Regions from separate parts of the Zea mays genome. Here all the other regions are linked to region 2. The links are chromatin contacts, called in public Hi-C maps. All regions are on one chromosome and are shown on one strand. Each heading gives the region's core, a stretch centred on a gene start, on an enhancer-like site or on the middle of the called end of the contact. The rest is flanking DNA. Distances are from core to core; before and after follow the strand shown.

What was found. A called contact is a pair of places that touch in the nucleus more often than the background predicts.
Region 1: a Hi-C map of bundle sheath shows a contact between it and region 2, with 2.7 times the contacts expected there. The contact joins the promoter of LOC103646394 here to the promoter of ts1 in region 2. A contact is called at or near these places in 6 of 25 Hi-C or Micro-C datasets (bundle sheath, ear, endosperm and 3 more).
Region 3: a Hi-C map of endosperm shows a contact between it and region 2, with 2.6 times the contacts expected there. The contact joins the promoter of LOC100273515 here to the promoter of ts1 in region 2. A contact is called at or near these places in 3 of 25 Hi-C or Micro-C datasets (endosperm, leaf mesophyll and tassel).

What each region holds. Positions count from the first base shown.
Region 1 is chr2:47,581,144-47,585,762 of Zm-B73-REFERENCE-NAM-5.0, reverse strand. It overlaps LOC103646394, which reads right to left and starts at 2,462. Exons shown (of 1, transcript XM_020549284.3): 1 at 1,647-2,462. The coding sequence starts at 2,265. The coding sequence ends at 1,924.
Region 2 is chr2:47,032,735-47,036,839 of Zm-B73-REFERENCE-NAM-5.0, reverse strand. It overlaps ts1 (tasselseed1), which reads left to right and starts at 1,885. Exons shown (of 7, transcript NM_001352513.1): 1 at 1,885-2,460; 2 at 2,907-3,434; 3 at 3,634-3,957; 4 at 4,092-4,105. The coding sequence starts at 2,076.
Region 3 is chr2:46,335,641-46,340,341 of Zm-B73-REFERENCE-NAM-5.0, reverse strand. LOC100273515 reads left to right here and starts at 2,601. Exons shown (of 6, transcript NM_001360263.1): 1 at 2,601-3,085; 2 at 3,237-3,477. The coding sequence starts at 3,384.

The DNA.
Region 1 (4,619 bases), core at 1,213-3,712, 550 kb before region 2:
CCCTACTCCGGTTACTGTTTCAACAACTCCAAGAGAAACAGGCAACATTTGGTCAAGGCCTCGGCCTCCCGAGCTTAGCATTGGCCAACTGCCCAGGCAAGGGCGCAATAAATGCCACCAACTCTTCCGCGAACCCCGCATCAGGCCACTCTGACTGCTATTCCAACCACTCCAGGCATGACTGTGTACCCGCGCGCCGACTCGGCCTCGGTCTCGGGAGAAGTCTCGCTCGAGCTCTGCCCTGGCCAACAACACCAACCAAGAAATGCACGACGTCGTTGTCCCTCCCGTGAACCCCGCTGAAGACGTGATGGCTATTAGAAACCACAAGGTCGATGTCCAATCCGCTTCCCGCCATCTTGGATGATGCACGGGGCAGATTACCACACACTTCTCACCATATGTCGGGTGGTATTTTAACCACTACGATTCGACATACTTCTAAATAGGACAGGCTCAAGTATGCGTCCGAGCCCCCGACCCCGGCCTCAGCTCTCTAACCGATCAAAAGCGCAGGTTACAGGGATCAGACATACTTCTCCTGATCAAAAGCAACATCTAGGGCAAGGACTATCTTGTCGACCATACTGCTAAGGGGGGTTGAATTCGTCTCCTCTGAACATAACAACAACACTTGTACTCTTGGGCTTCCCTTACGGCTATAAAAGGAGGAGTCCAAGGTCCCCAGAGGGAGAGGAGGAAGGCGCAACACTTATCATTTACTCTTCACTCCTGACATTGGCACTTGCCTCAATCACTTCTAGATATTTAGTACTCATTCTCTCTCTCGACTAGATTGTACTCCCTACTACGAGCACCTCAGTGCAAAATAATATAAGTCTCATCCACATCGCTGAAAGTAGGGTCTTCCCTTGTTCGAATCAAGATAAATCTCGTGTCTTTTTGTATCACCATGTGGACCAGGGAGGCACGTAACACAAAATTCACTTGTTAGTTAGGACAACCGGTGTCCAAACACCAACATATAGCAACTATTAATTTTTTAGCTAATCACCATTGCAGCTCCTCTAATGTGATTTGTCCTCCCAATCAGGCATCGGTCCGCCAAATCTCGGTTGGAGGAGGGGCCACGACAGGGGATCTCACCGGTTTTGAGAAGAAGCTAGCCAACTAGCCATGTTGCTCTGTTTGTTGCACACTTGCGCACGCACGGTAGGTTGGGCGCCTCCGTTGATTAAATGCTCGGTGGCGGGGGGCGTGGCAGCGCGCGCACATGGCGGTGTGGTGTGTGCTGAGGGTGAGCCCGTGAGGCCGGCAACGCCAGGACGCCTGCGCTTTAATCCTTATCCGCCGGCGGTCATTGAAGACGGCGGCGTGCATGCGGGCGGGTGGGTCTCGACACCCCATCCATCGGCTCCCAACCGTCTCGGGTCGCCGGTACCGGTACGTCTCCGCATTATCGTCCGAGCTCGTCTACCGTGCGTGCGGACGCCATGCATGGCCACGGACGGGATCCGAAGGCAGAAATCAGGCGTTATTATATGGCGGCCAACCAAACTGGTGTGGTGGTGGGAAAGCTCGGGCCTGTGCCTCGCGTTTCATCTTGTTTCCAGCATTCAACTGGACTCTTCACGTACGTGGTCATCTGGAGATCTCATGGTTGGGACGACGACACCGGCAGCTCGTTTTTTAGACGGTCATATTTGATAGCAATGTTTCATTAGTTATCAGTAGCAGCAGACACAAGTACAATAAGATTTAAGTACGGTCACTGGAGTGTGCAATATGCCATTGCGCACTGGGCACCACAGCGAGAGCGCCCCCTGTCCTACATGATTCGCTGCTACATGCCGAGATCGACACGAGCGAAGCAAGTCTCTTCACTTCAGGCGTCACGGCGTCACGCGTAGGCGGCGTAGCAGCGGTAACCAACTCTGCCTGTCGTCGATCGCGGCAAGCTAGCTAGGCCTGCGCTGCCGCGCGCTTCATCCGCGCGACGGGGACGAAGGGCGCGGCGAAGCAGGGCTCGACGCCGGTCCACGGCGGGTGCGCCGCGCTGGGCGGCGCCCCCGGGTGCGGGTGACCGTGGTGGCCAGACAGCGCCGCCACGCAGAGCTCGGCGAGGCGCCACGCCGCGCGCCGCAGCCACTGCCGGAGCCGGAGCCCGCGGCCGCGGCCGCGCGCGCCAGGGCCGCCGAGCCGGACCACGTGCACCTTGCGGCGGCCGTGGCGAGGCAGGCGGAAGGAGTGCGCGGCGGCGCGGCGTGGCCCCACGATGGCGCACGGAGGCGGAGCTTCCCCCATTCTTCGCGCCTTTGCTCGTTCTCGCTGCTCGCTCCGCGGCGCCTCCTCTCTCTCTCTCTCTCTCGCGCGGGGGGGGGGGGGGGGGGGGGGGGGGGGGGGCTCGTGGCCTCTGCTCTGCTGTTTCCTTTCCTTCTCCCTCTGTTGCGTTGCGTTCCCGTGCTCCGATCCTGTGCCGTGACTGTATATAAAGGGGGAGGGAGGGGACACCCACGCCGACACTAGAGTGCACACGTATTCTTAAACTATATATAAAACTAATATATGGATTAATAAATCAATGAAATGAAAACGCGGGAAACCACACCCACAAAAAAACTGAAGAGAGACGGACAATGCACTCAATTCGTTAGGACGAAACAAGCTGGCTGGAAAATGCTGATGCAGCGCAGCAGACACACTTTTTACTTTTTTTTAGTTAGTTTTATTGATAATGACTAGGACCAGCATCATTCCTGGAACAAATGGAGAGGGTCAGAGGGTTCATACATACTGCCGGTGACACGAAACCGAGGTGCCAGGACGAATCGTTGACGCGTCTTGAGACTTGCAGTGCATACATACTGCACCTCTGAAACGCACGGTGCATCTACTGCTACGCTAGCATGGCGCCCTAACAGGGCAGTTCAAACACGTTTGTCAGGGTTGGTGACGAGAGAAGGGAAAGGAGAAAGAAGGTGGGAGAAAGAAAGAAAAAAAAGGCCTGCACAAATTAAATGGAAAAAAAGGGAATCCCCATGTGTTCGTGTACGGTGCCAGTCAGCTTTTCTTCTCTTTCTGGTTTTCTTTGATTTGTACACAGGTGGTACTACAGCCACATCTCCCAGTGATCCATTTTTCTCTTTCCGGTTTTCTTTAATCTCTACAAGTGTACAACCACATCCCAGTGCTCCATTTTGTTTCATATATGTACAGACCTACTCGGGAAATGGAAACCCCTTTAATTTAGTTGTTTCATATAACTACGGCCGGTAGGTCACTTGATAGGAACAACAACAAAAAAAAAGAATATATGGAGTGGTAGCATCGTGTTTTCTATGTGCGCGTGCGTAAATGCAGTCGTCGTATCAGCATGCGTCGTATCAGCATGCACACACACGTACATATGGTAATGGGAGTCAGTGCACTGATCCCCATTAGCTTAGCAAATTAAGCTCTGCGGCGAGAGGTGGGCTGCCGTGTTGTCTTTGGTACGCTGGCGGCTGGCCGGCCGTATACGCATACGCGTCCGTATCCAGGCGGGTCGATGCCAAGGGAGTAGAAACCGGCAAACAGAGAGACAGAACCCCACCGAAGGCAGGCGGGCGGCGGTGGCGGTGGCCGTGGGGTGCCGCCGTCGACGCGTCACGCGGCTGTTGCTTTCTTTGGGCCATGATCCGAGCGATGGCCGCTCAGGACTCAGGAGTCACTACTGATGACACTAGTAAGAATCTAGGGATAGCGGCAATGACAGCACTAGCAGCGAGTGACATTTGCATCAGATCGTGCTGCCGGCCGGCATCCAGCCAATGATCTACGTACGTATATACTAATGTAGTCATCCGCCAGTGCCTGGTCTTGCTCGGCCCAACTAGAATGCATGGGCTGGGTTGGTCCTTTCTTGTCTTGGCTGTGCTGCACTGCACTGCACTGCTACGGAAGGAAGACGCAGCGGGCGGGCCACGCCGCCCAGGCATAGGCACAAGCGCGTGACGAGCTGGTGGCGCCTGGCGGTGGCAGCTTGCGGAGGTCAGAACTGAGAAGGGAACCGAGCGGCAGATCCGGTCGGGTCGGTGCCAGCTGGCACCTGCAAATGGCCATGGCGAACAGGCCCGGCCCACCAGCGAATCAAAACGGCCATGGATTTCTGAGTCATGTGCGGGGGCGAACGGAACGGCGGACGGACAGGGGAAGCGGTGGCGTTTGCGGATTTTCCTTCCTTCGGTCATCCTTGTTCCTAGAAATCATATTTAAAGATTTATTTTAGTCAACTTGTTTGGTATTTTAAAGACTAAAAATAACTAAAATTTAAAAGGTGAGAAGCAAACACCTCCTTAGCCTGTGCCGTGTCGCAGCACCCCTATCACACCAGCATGGAAAAAAAAGGTTCTCAGTCACTCTGTGCATGTTTGGATAGTGCCCAAAGCTATCCATGCCCATGGATTGGCCGACCAAATTTTGGCTGCCCACAGATTGGCCAACTTTCGCAGGAAAAATAGCTAGTGAGCTAGGCATGTCTTTGGCCGGCCAATAATTAGCCTGCATCCAAACATGTAAGTTGCCAACGGTAACGACCTATTTTTGGTTTGAGAGAAGCAATCCAAACATACCATCTCTCCATGAGGGTGTGGATGTGAAAAAAGGCTTTGCCTCCTCAC
Region 2 (4,105 bases), core at 636-3,135:
CTCGCTACGTGGCCAAGTGCCCACACGCATATATACTCCGTACTGCATAGTATGTGTCACCATCACCATCCAAGGCCAGGGATGGCAGCGGGTTACATATCCGGTGCACGCACATTATACCCACCAAAGAAAAAAAAATCATATTATCCATACTCACTATCCCCTAAACCCTAAAACCTTAACAGACTATTGTTACGCCTATGGTAAAATCTATATTTAGATCATGATCTAAAGGACCAGAATGGTCACTTGCATAACTTGTACAACCCTGGTCCTATGATTTTGAGGGCCCCATACGAGCTCATTGTGATAGACCTTCTATTATAATTTTTATATTTAAATAATATGTATGAATTTTACTTGCAAAGACATAAACAAATACATTGATATATATTCAATTTAATATGTCTGATAATTATCGAGAAATAAAGTCGATCACAATATATTTAGTGTTAGTTTGACAGCCCTATTTCTCTAAGGAATTCCTATTTTTCATTTGAAAATAAACTAATTTCCCTTAAGCTCCGTTTGTTTAGTTGGAATTGAATTCCATTCTGATAATTATTATAATTTCGATAAAACTAATTAAGCTACGAGCGTGTGACATGCGATCGGTGACGACAGTGAGAACGAGACTGGTTCTGTGTAGCAGTGTAGGAGGCCTTCAACGGACGCTTTAGCTAGACATATGCGTCGTTTGTTCCGCATATATGTAATTTAGGCCCCGTTTGGTTCCATTAGTCCTATAACTAAAGTTTAGTCTAGGGACTAAATTTTAGTTCCTAACCTGTTTGGCTTTAGGGACTAAATAGATTCTAAATACATTAAATGCAACACATAAAGACCAAAATGCCCTTTTTTTTGTTTGACACCAATTTTCTAGCAAGGGTAATTGGAGTAAATGTTGCCCTTTAGTCCATTTAGCACTCATGTGAGGGACTAGAGACTAAAGCCAATTAGTCCCTATTTTAGTCCTTTCGTTTGGTAAAATAGAGACTAAACGAGACTAAAAACGAGGGACTAAAGATTAGTCCCTCTAATCAAACGGGGCCTTAGTAAGACAATAATTTAATACCAACTCTACTATTATATTAGATATTGAGCCCATTTCTTTCTTGGGCCCCCGGCGAGGCCCCCGGCGATCGCCTCCGCTGCATGGCCCTATTGCCTGCCCTGAACTTATACTTACGGCCCCTGTTTGCACCGTCATTCTTTCCTATTGTCCACGATATATATTTTTAATATTTATATGACTATCATATAAACCGTTGTTCAAATTGTTAGCATCCAAGATACGCGCGCTACTTTCGATACCAATCCACTGTCAACCTAGTACGTTGTTTAGTACCTCGTCTTTAGGGGCACCCGGCACATTGAGGGCCTGTTTGGTTTGATGACTAACTTGCCACATTTTGCCACACTTTTCTGCCTAAGGTTAGTTCTTCAATTCGAACGACTAACCTTAGGCAAAGTGTGACACGTTTAGCCACAAACCAAACAGCCCCTGAGTTCATTCTTCAACATCTCTGATACAGTAGTAGTGCGCGGCATCACGGGGCATCGTTGTCCGCATCAGCAACCACACACGCCGGGGCCGGGGCCGGGCCATCGTTGTCCGCGTCACCTGCGTCGAAGCATCGGTCCCGCAGGCCGCAGCTCCGCCCCTATTTTTCCCGGTCGCATAGGACGCATGCAACACGTGTGGCCGGCGCAGGAATACCCATCGCCGCGCCTGCGCGTCCGTCCAGCCGAGCCGAGCTCGTCGCGTCGGTTGCTGCTCCGTGCAGGACTGCAGGCCCCAGCGAGTCCTCACTTACTCCCAGACCGGCGCCCCTATATATGGTGCTGCTCCCACCGCGAGCAAGGTGGTAGCTCGCGCCACTGCACAAACAGAGACTAGTCCAAAGCACCATAACGAGAGAGAGGGAGAGAGAGAAAGAGAGAAAAAAAAACACTCGGAAACGATCCGCGAACTAGTCCACCGGCGATTTGTTGTTTTGTTCTTCAGTGCGTCAGCCAACCTTAACTGCTACGATCGGTCGATCAAGGGGGAGGAAGTTTCTGGAGCTCTGCCCATGGCGTCGGCGATGAAGCTGCTGGGGAGATCTTCCTTGGCGAGCCCTGCTGCCGCGGCGCCCGGACGGGAGCGGCGAGGCGGGCCCTGCTTCGCCGCGGTCGGAAGGGAGGGGAGCGCGCACAGGAGGAGGTCGTCGCTGAGGTCGACCGCGCCGGTGGGCGCGCTGGCCGAGCGGGTCGTGGTGACGCCGGCGCCACCGGAGAGGGCCGGGGCGGGCCCCCCGGAGCCGCACCCCCAGAGCGTGGCCGCGCGGGCCGTGGTCACCGTGCGGCGGAGGCGGAAGGAGGACGCCAAGCGCCGGGTCGCCGAGCAGCTGGACGCGTACGCCGACCGGGTTGGCCGCAGTGTCCTCCTCGAGCTCATCAGCACGGAGACCGACCCAAGTAAGAAACAGTTCCGTGATTCCACCATCCCCGTCGCCGCCCGCCACGCGATGGCATGGAATTCCAAGACGCATCCGGCGTTGCGTTGCATCTTTGAATTGTACTGGCAGTAGCATAGATTGATTCCTTCTTTCTTTCTTTCCCTTTTCTTCACTCGCCGCTCTTCTTCTCCGTTCGCTCCACCGCCACCACCACCACGTACCTTCATGGAACCCGCGGCGAGAATATTCCAGCTGGTGCGCCTTGACGTCTGGTGCCTTTGTCTCCGAGTCATCATTTCCAAATGGACCATCACGTGGAGCTGTCTCTCTTGATTTGAATATTTGATTTGTGCCCAAAGCCGCCGTCTTTACCATCTCGTCTGCGTCGAAACGAAGATGGAGTTAGTACGCAATTACGCCAGGCGAGGCATCGATCTTACCGAATCATCGTTGAATCGGTGGCAGGAAAGGGGGGCCCCAAGAAGAGCAGGCGCTCGGCGCTGGTGGGCTGGTTCGAGAAGAAGGACGTCAAGACGGAGCGGGTGGTGTACACGGCGGACTTCACCGTTGACGGGTCCTTCGGCGAGCCGGGCGCGGTCACCGTGCTCAACCGGCACCAGCGCGAGTTCTTCATCGAGAGCATCGTGGTGGAGGGCTTTCCCTCCGGCCCCGCGCACTTCACCTGCAACTCGTGGGTGCAGCCCACCCGCGTGGACCGCAACCCGCGCGTGTTCTTCACCAACAAGCCGTACCTGCCGGCCGAGACGCCGCCGGGCCTGCAGGAGCTCCGCCGCCAGCAGCTCAGCGACCTGAGGGGCGAGGGTGCCGACACCGGCGAGCGCAGGATCACCGACCGGGTGTGGGAGTATGACGTGTACAACGACCTCGGCAACCCGGACAAGGGCGCCGAGTTCGCGCGCCCGGTCCTCGGCGGCGAGCAGCAGCTGCCGTACCCGCGGCGGATGCGAACGGGCCGGCCCAAGACCATCACAGGCAAGCCTCCGCTTTCCCGTTTCCCTGTTCAGTTCTTGTCACCACCGCCATCTGTCCTATAAATTCCGCGACAGCAACAGTGGCGACCAAGCATGGCGGAGAGGGCGCCGTCGCCGTCGCGCGTAGCTTTCGTATCGGAACCACCCGATCGCGGGCGACGTTGACCGAGGCTAACATTTCCTCGTGGTGGCGCTTGCAGACGACCGCGCGGAGAGCCGGGTGGAGTACCCGGAGCCCATCTACGTGTCCCGGGACGAGGAGTTCGAGGACGGGAAGAACGAGATGCTGTCGGAGGGCGCGCTCAAGGCGCTGCTCCATAACTTCATGCCGCTGCTGGTGAGCTCCGTGTCGCCTGACATCCGCGACTTCGCCGGCTTCCACGACGTGGACAACCTCTTCAAGGAGGGCCTCCGCCTGAAGCAGGCCCTGCAGGACCAGCTGTTCCAGAAGATCCCCTTCGTGCGCAAGATCCAGGAGAACAGCGAGGGCCTCCTCCGCTACGACACTCCCGACATCATCAAGAGTAAGCCAGCGCCCATGCGCCTTCCTCCTCCTCCGTCCATGATCCATGGAGGTCCGATACGATAAGATACGGGGCACGACAATGTTGTACTCATGCTGTCGTCTGTTTTCTTTTTCCGCCCTTCCGTGTGGCAGAGGACAAGTTTGCT
Region 3 (4,701 bases), core at 1,352-3,851, 700 kb after region 2:
AGGAAAAGTAGCTCCCTCAAGCGGTTTTGTTGGGCCTTGCCTTTACCCTCTTTAGGAAGATTCCTCTGTGATCCCTTATCTACCCAGGCAAGCGACTGACGGAAGAGCACCCATGGTGTTGTGCCCTCTCCGTCAAAAGATGATTGACTCCGGGTATGGGCTCTTCCTTCCTAGATTCTTGTGATGGCACTTGTCCCATTTTCTTCCTTGCGCAACCAAGTGATCTCGACGGGGCAGGTGAAAGACTTCAGGATGTCCTTCAGCCAAAGTGGGATGTCGACTCTCTCATCGTAGACCTCCTCGGACTTTTGGGAGAGCCAAGCCGCCACCAACACTGCGCTCGAGGTTGCCGATGGCTAGGGGGCCAGTCTTTGTGTTTCCTGAAGTGGACAGATCATCGCGTCGCAGGTAGGTGGTGACTGGGTGAACTCTATTTTAGTTTTTTTATTCCTCTCTCTCTCTATCTCTTTGATTGTTTTGTGTCGTTTTAGAGTTAGAGCTAGAGGTCTATAACCTTCATGTGGGTGTGGACAAGGTGGTTGCATTCATTCGTGCCCAGGGTACTGATCGAGGAGAGCGCCTCGAGAGTGCCTTCCCCCTTTAAATGAGCTCGAAACCAGAACACGGTCGACCATTTGAATATTGTTGGTTAACAATGATATGATTCGTGGGGCGTTCGACACGCTTTGACCATGGTGAGCCTCCCTCGTGCTTGGCTTTACAGGCCTTCACCGGAAGCGTCGCATCTAGCGACCTTTCTGATTTCAATCATGGGCTCTCGACACCGCTCACGCGGGTTGAGGTTGAGGGCGTTAAGGGCCTCGATGTAGTGTTGGGGCCTTCAAACAAAGTTAGTTGGCAGGGCACCACCCTGACCATGCCACTTTCTAGGCTGATGTTGATGCAGGGGTCACCACCGGCCTTTGCTCTCCTAAGCAGTGGGATCGGGCTTCCGGGGCCCTAATGGCTTCTACTTTGCCGATGAAGGAGAAGATAAGGCTCCTTAAAATGGATCACCGTTCCGGGAGGTCTGTTGTCGTCGTGGCTTGCCATCCGGAGCTTGGATGATCTCGTTGCGAAACGTGCAAGGCCCCTACCTAGCGCGCCAACTGTCGGTGTTTTGTATCTCGTTCCGACAAGTAAATTTATTTTGCGCGTTTCGGGCTCCAGAGGATGTGTGTGGAGGACACAAGATTTTATACTGGTTCGGGCAGAACATCCTTACATCAATCATTGGTGGCTTGCACTACTGGCACTATTGATGATCAAACTTGTAGTAACGGTTACAACAGTCGAGAGAGGGAGGAGAGGATCTCAGATCTCTTATCGGGGTGGAAGTGGAGCTTTAGAAGCTGAGAGGTGGAGTCCTAACTAAGGGCCTGTTTGTTTACCCCCATGGATTATATAATCTGGATTATTTTTGGAGGATTATATAATCTGGATTATATAATCTCGGTAGTCCTGTTTGTTTATCCAGATTATTTGAGTTGTTAATAGGATTCTTTTGTATGAGAAAGACAAGAATGCCCTCTATATTTGTACTAGGTTGAAACTCATATACGAAAAAAAGTTCAATTGACATTAGCAAATATTGCATTAGCAATATTATCACGGAATGCATTCATGTCACCTTCTTCATCCCCAAATTGACTAGTACTAGACGCAAAAACGATTCGGTGGATTATAATGACAATGGTGGGTAATTTCTAGGAAACTTGAAAGGGTAGTGGGGAAGTGAGAAAAAAATAATCTGAAATAAGCACCTCCTCACTTGCTTATGAATTATCATAATCCAAGGGGTTAGATTATATAATCTAGGCAAATAAGCTGGACTGTTTAGGATTATTTAATCCAGATTATATAATCTGGGGGGTAAACAAACAGGCCCTAAGTCTTGGCTTGGCGGGACTCCGACCTCTTGGTCCTCGTCGACGCTCCTCCTCGTGTGGCCAGTCATTTATAAAATTTAAATAATGCAATTGATATGGTATTATTAAAATTATATATAGAAGTCCGTATGGTACTGATGGTTGCAATGCGGTGGTGAAATAACTAGATTAAAATGACAATTTTTTTGTATGGTTAGCATCACAAATGGATTACAAAATCTTTTCTCGTAATAGTCTAACACACATTTGTACATAATTTATCGTTGTATTATATGTTTTCGTTGTAACGCATAATCACTCACCTAGTATAATTAAGAAAAAAACTGTTTTTGCATGTCTAGGTAGCAAAGCAACATAATATGACCGGTTTTATTTATGGATCCTATAAATGATATTTCATTGCCCTGTTTCAATATATGTACACATTATTATGTCAACACTGTACAAACATCTCTTTTTAAGAAAATATAATAATGTTAAGGTTTTTAAAAGAAATATAGATATAGACTATATCATCCATCTAAAACTAATAATGTACAAAAAAAAAAAGTACAACGCGTCCGCTGCCGAGACGACGAAGAGATAAACCCAAATGGAATGGACCACCAGAAACCAAACCGTCGTCAAGAGGATCGGAGGGAGGGCCGGATCGGAGGGGCGGGCGCTGGAAGCCACGGTCTGCTTTTAGGGTTTCTCTCCCCTCGCCGAGACAGACAAGTACTCCACCACACACACGCGCCCTACCCACGAAATTCACAAACCCACCGGAGGCACAGAAATTTCCCAGGCAAGGAAAAATCCCGTCCGAAATCCAGCGCTCCAAATCCGTTCGTCTCCTAGGCGCTCCCCCGAACCCGTCACGAATCCCTCAGATCCCCGCTGAAATCCCTCAATCCTCCGTGCTCGCCGCCGCCGCCTCCTCCCTGCGACAGCCGCGGCCGCGGATTTCCACCCGAGGGTTTCGTCTCGCTCTCGCTCTCTCCGCTCTACTGCCTCCACAGATTGGCGCGACCGACCCGTCATCGAGGACCTTCTTCCGCCCGAGAGGCCGGGGCTCCTCCCGCGGAAATTCACTCTCGTTCAGAGGCGGCGCTCTCCTCTTCATCGCCGCCCCCGCGCTCTGCTTGTACTGGAGTGGCGCGGGGTGGAGATCCACCCGGGCGTGGATCGATTCCTCTTCGTTTCTTCGTTCGGTGGTGAGTAACCCTAGCTTGGATTGTTCAAAGGATTTCTGGATTGTTCAAAGTATTTCCTTTGGTTTCATGTACCTACGGATTTGTTCTCGACGTGATAGTCTGCTAATACAATCTAATCCGTGCATGGCCTGATTAGTTTTTTATCCTTTAGGCGCGGAATACCAATCTATAGAAGTGCACGAGGAGTTTTTATATCCCCGATTTTTAGGGGGTTCAACTGAACTCCCATGCCCCACGCTAAGTCCGCCCCTGGTGGTGGTGGACTGAATTGGTGGACACTGTTGATTTTGTCGTGGGCATGGAGCGAAGTGAGCCCTCGTTGAAGCCAGAATGGCTGCTGCGGCCCACAGTACCTGCCACGACCCATAAGCCGGTGACTTCGCCCCGCGCAGGTGAGCTTGTCATCTAAATCCCTACTGTCTGTTTATGGCTATGGATAGCATTTGTGTGCGATTCATTGCAGTTTACATTTATGGATGTTACGTCAAGAATTTGCAACAGATAGATTTATGGTGACACTGGATAATATTAGAGTGCAGTTATCCCACTGGTGCCTAGATTTTTACATGCCAAGTGGCGCCTCTTTTGTGCATGGTAGAATCTTTTAAAGCAAGCTTTCCGTTTATGCATTGTTTTAATCTGTCATTGCGGTATATCAGCGATATTTACATGTGAAGTGTTCTACTTATTATGCTGCATGTAAATCAGGACGGTTTGTGGTGGTCCATGTTATCTCATAAGTTTTGCTAACTATGGTAACTTTTGAGGGAGCTCTTAGGGAGTCATTGCTTTGGATATCAGCCTTGCCCTGTATATTAAGAAACTGAAGTTTATCAGTTTTCTATGATAATGTAACTGTACTGACTATTATGAAGTTTGGGGTTGTTTGTAAGGAAAATTTTCTGTTTGGAGTAAATGGGGTCTTCGTATAAGCTTGGAGGTGGTTCCAAGCATTGTTTTTTTGCTTGTTTGTTAGCCCTGTTTTGGTGATGCCTTTGTGGTGCGGGTAGTGGCAAGCCATCAACCTCTACCTTGGTGTGAGCAAGGGTTAGGAACAGTTGATACACATGATTCTGCGGCTGTGAGAACACACTTGAGCTCCAACCATCAGTGGTGTAAATCACATCAGTTGCCTGCAAGATAATCATCCTGTGCTTTCTGTATTTGGGTTTTCTGCTTATATTCTTGCCTGCCATATACTCGTATCATGTAGTGCCCCATTATATATGCAACTACATTTACTCCGTGAAATCAATGTTTCATTGGGAGCTAAGAGAAGTTTTGTAGGTGGGTTAGACATGCCTGCTGAGTTTGCTCATCTACAAAAATACAGTATGGACCAGCTTAGGATGGAGGCCCTAAACGGCTTTCAATCAATCTTTAAGTGCTGTGTGTATGGGTAGAAGTCGAGCAGTGCAAGATTAGGCTGTCTCCAGCAACGACCCCTAAATTTCATCCTCTAAAGGAATATTCTCTGTCCTTTATAACACTCTAAAAGATTCCATCCTATATATTTTCATCATCTCTAGCAACATTCTCTAAATTCGGTTCTATATATCTATAGTGTTACCAAATTTCACAATATACATTGTTTTGTTAACTGGTCGCTTATAAAA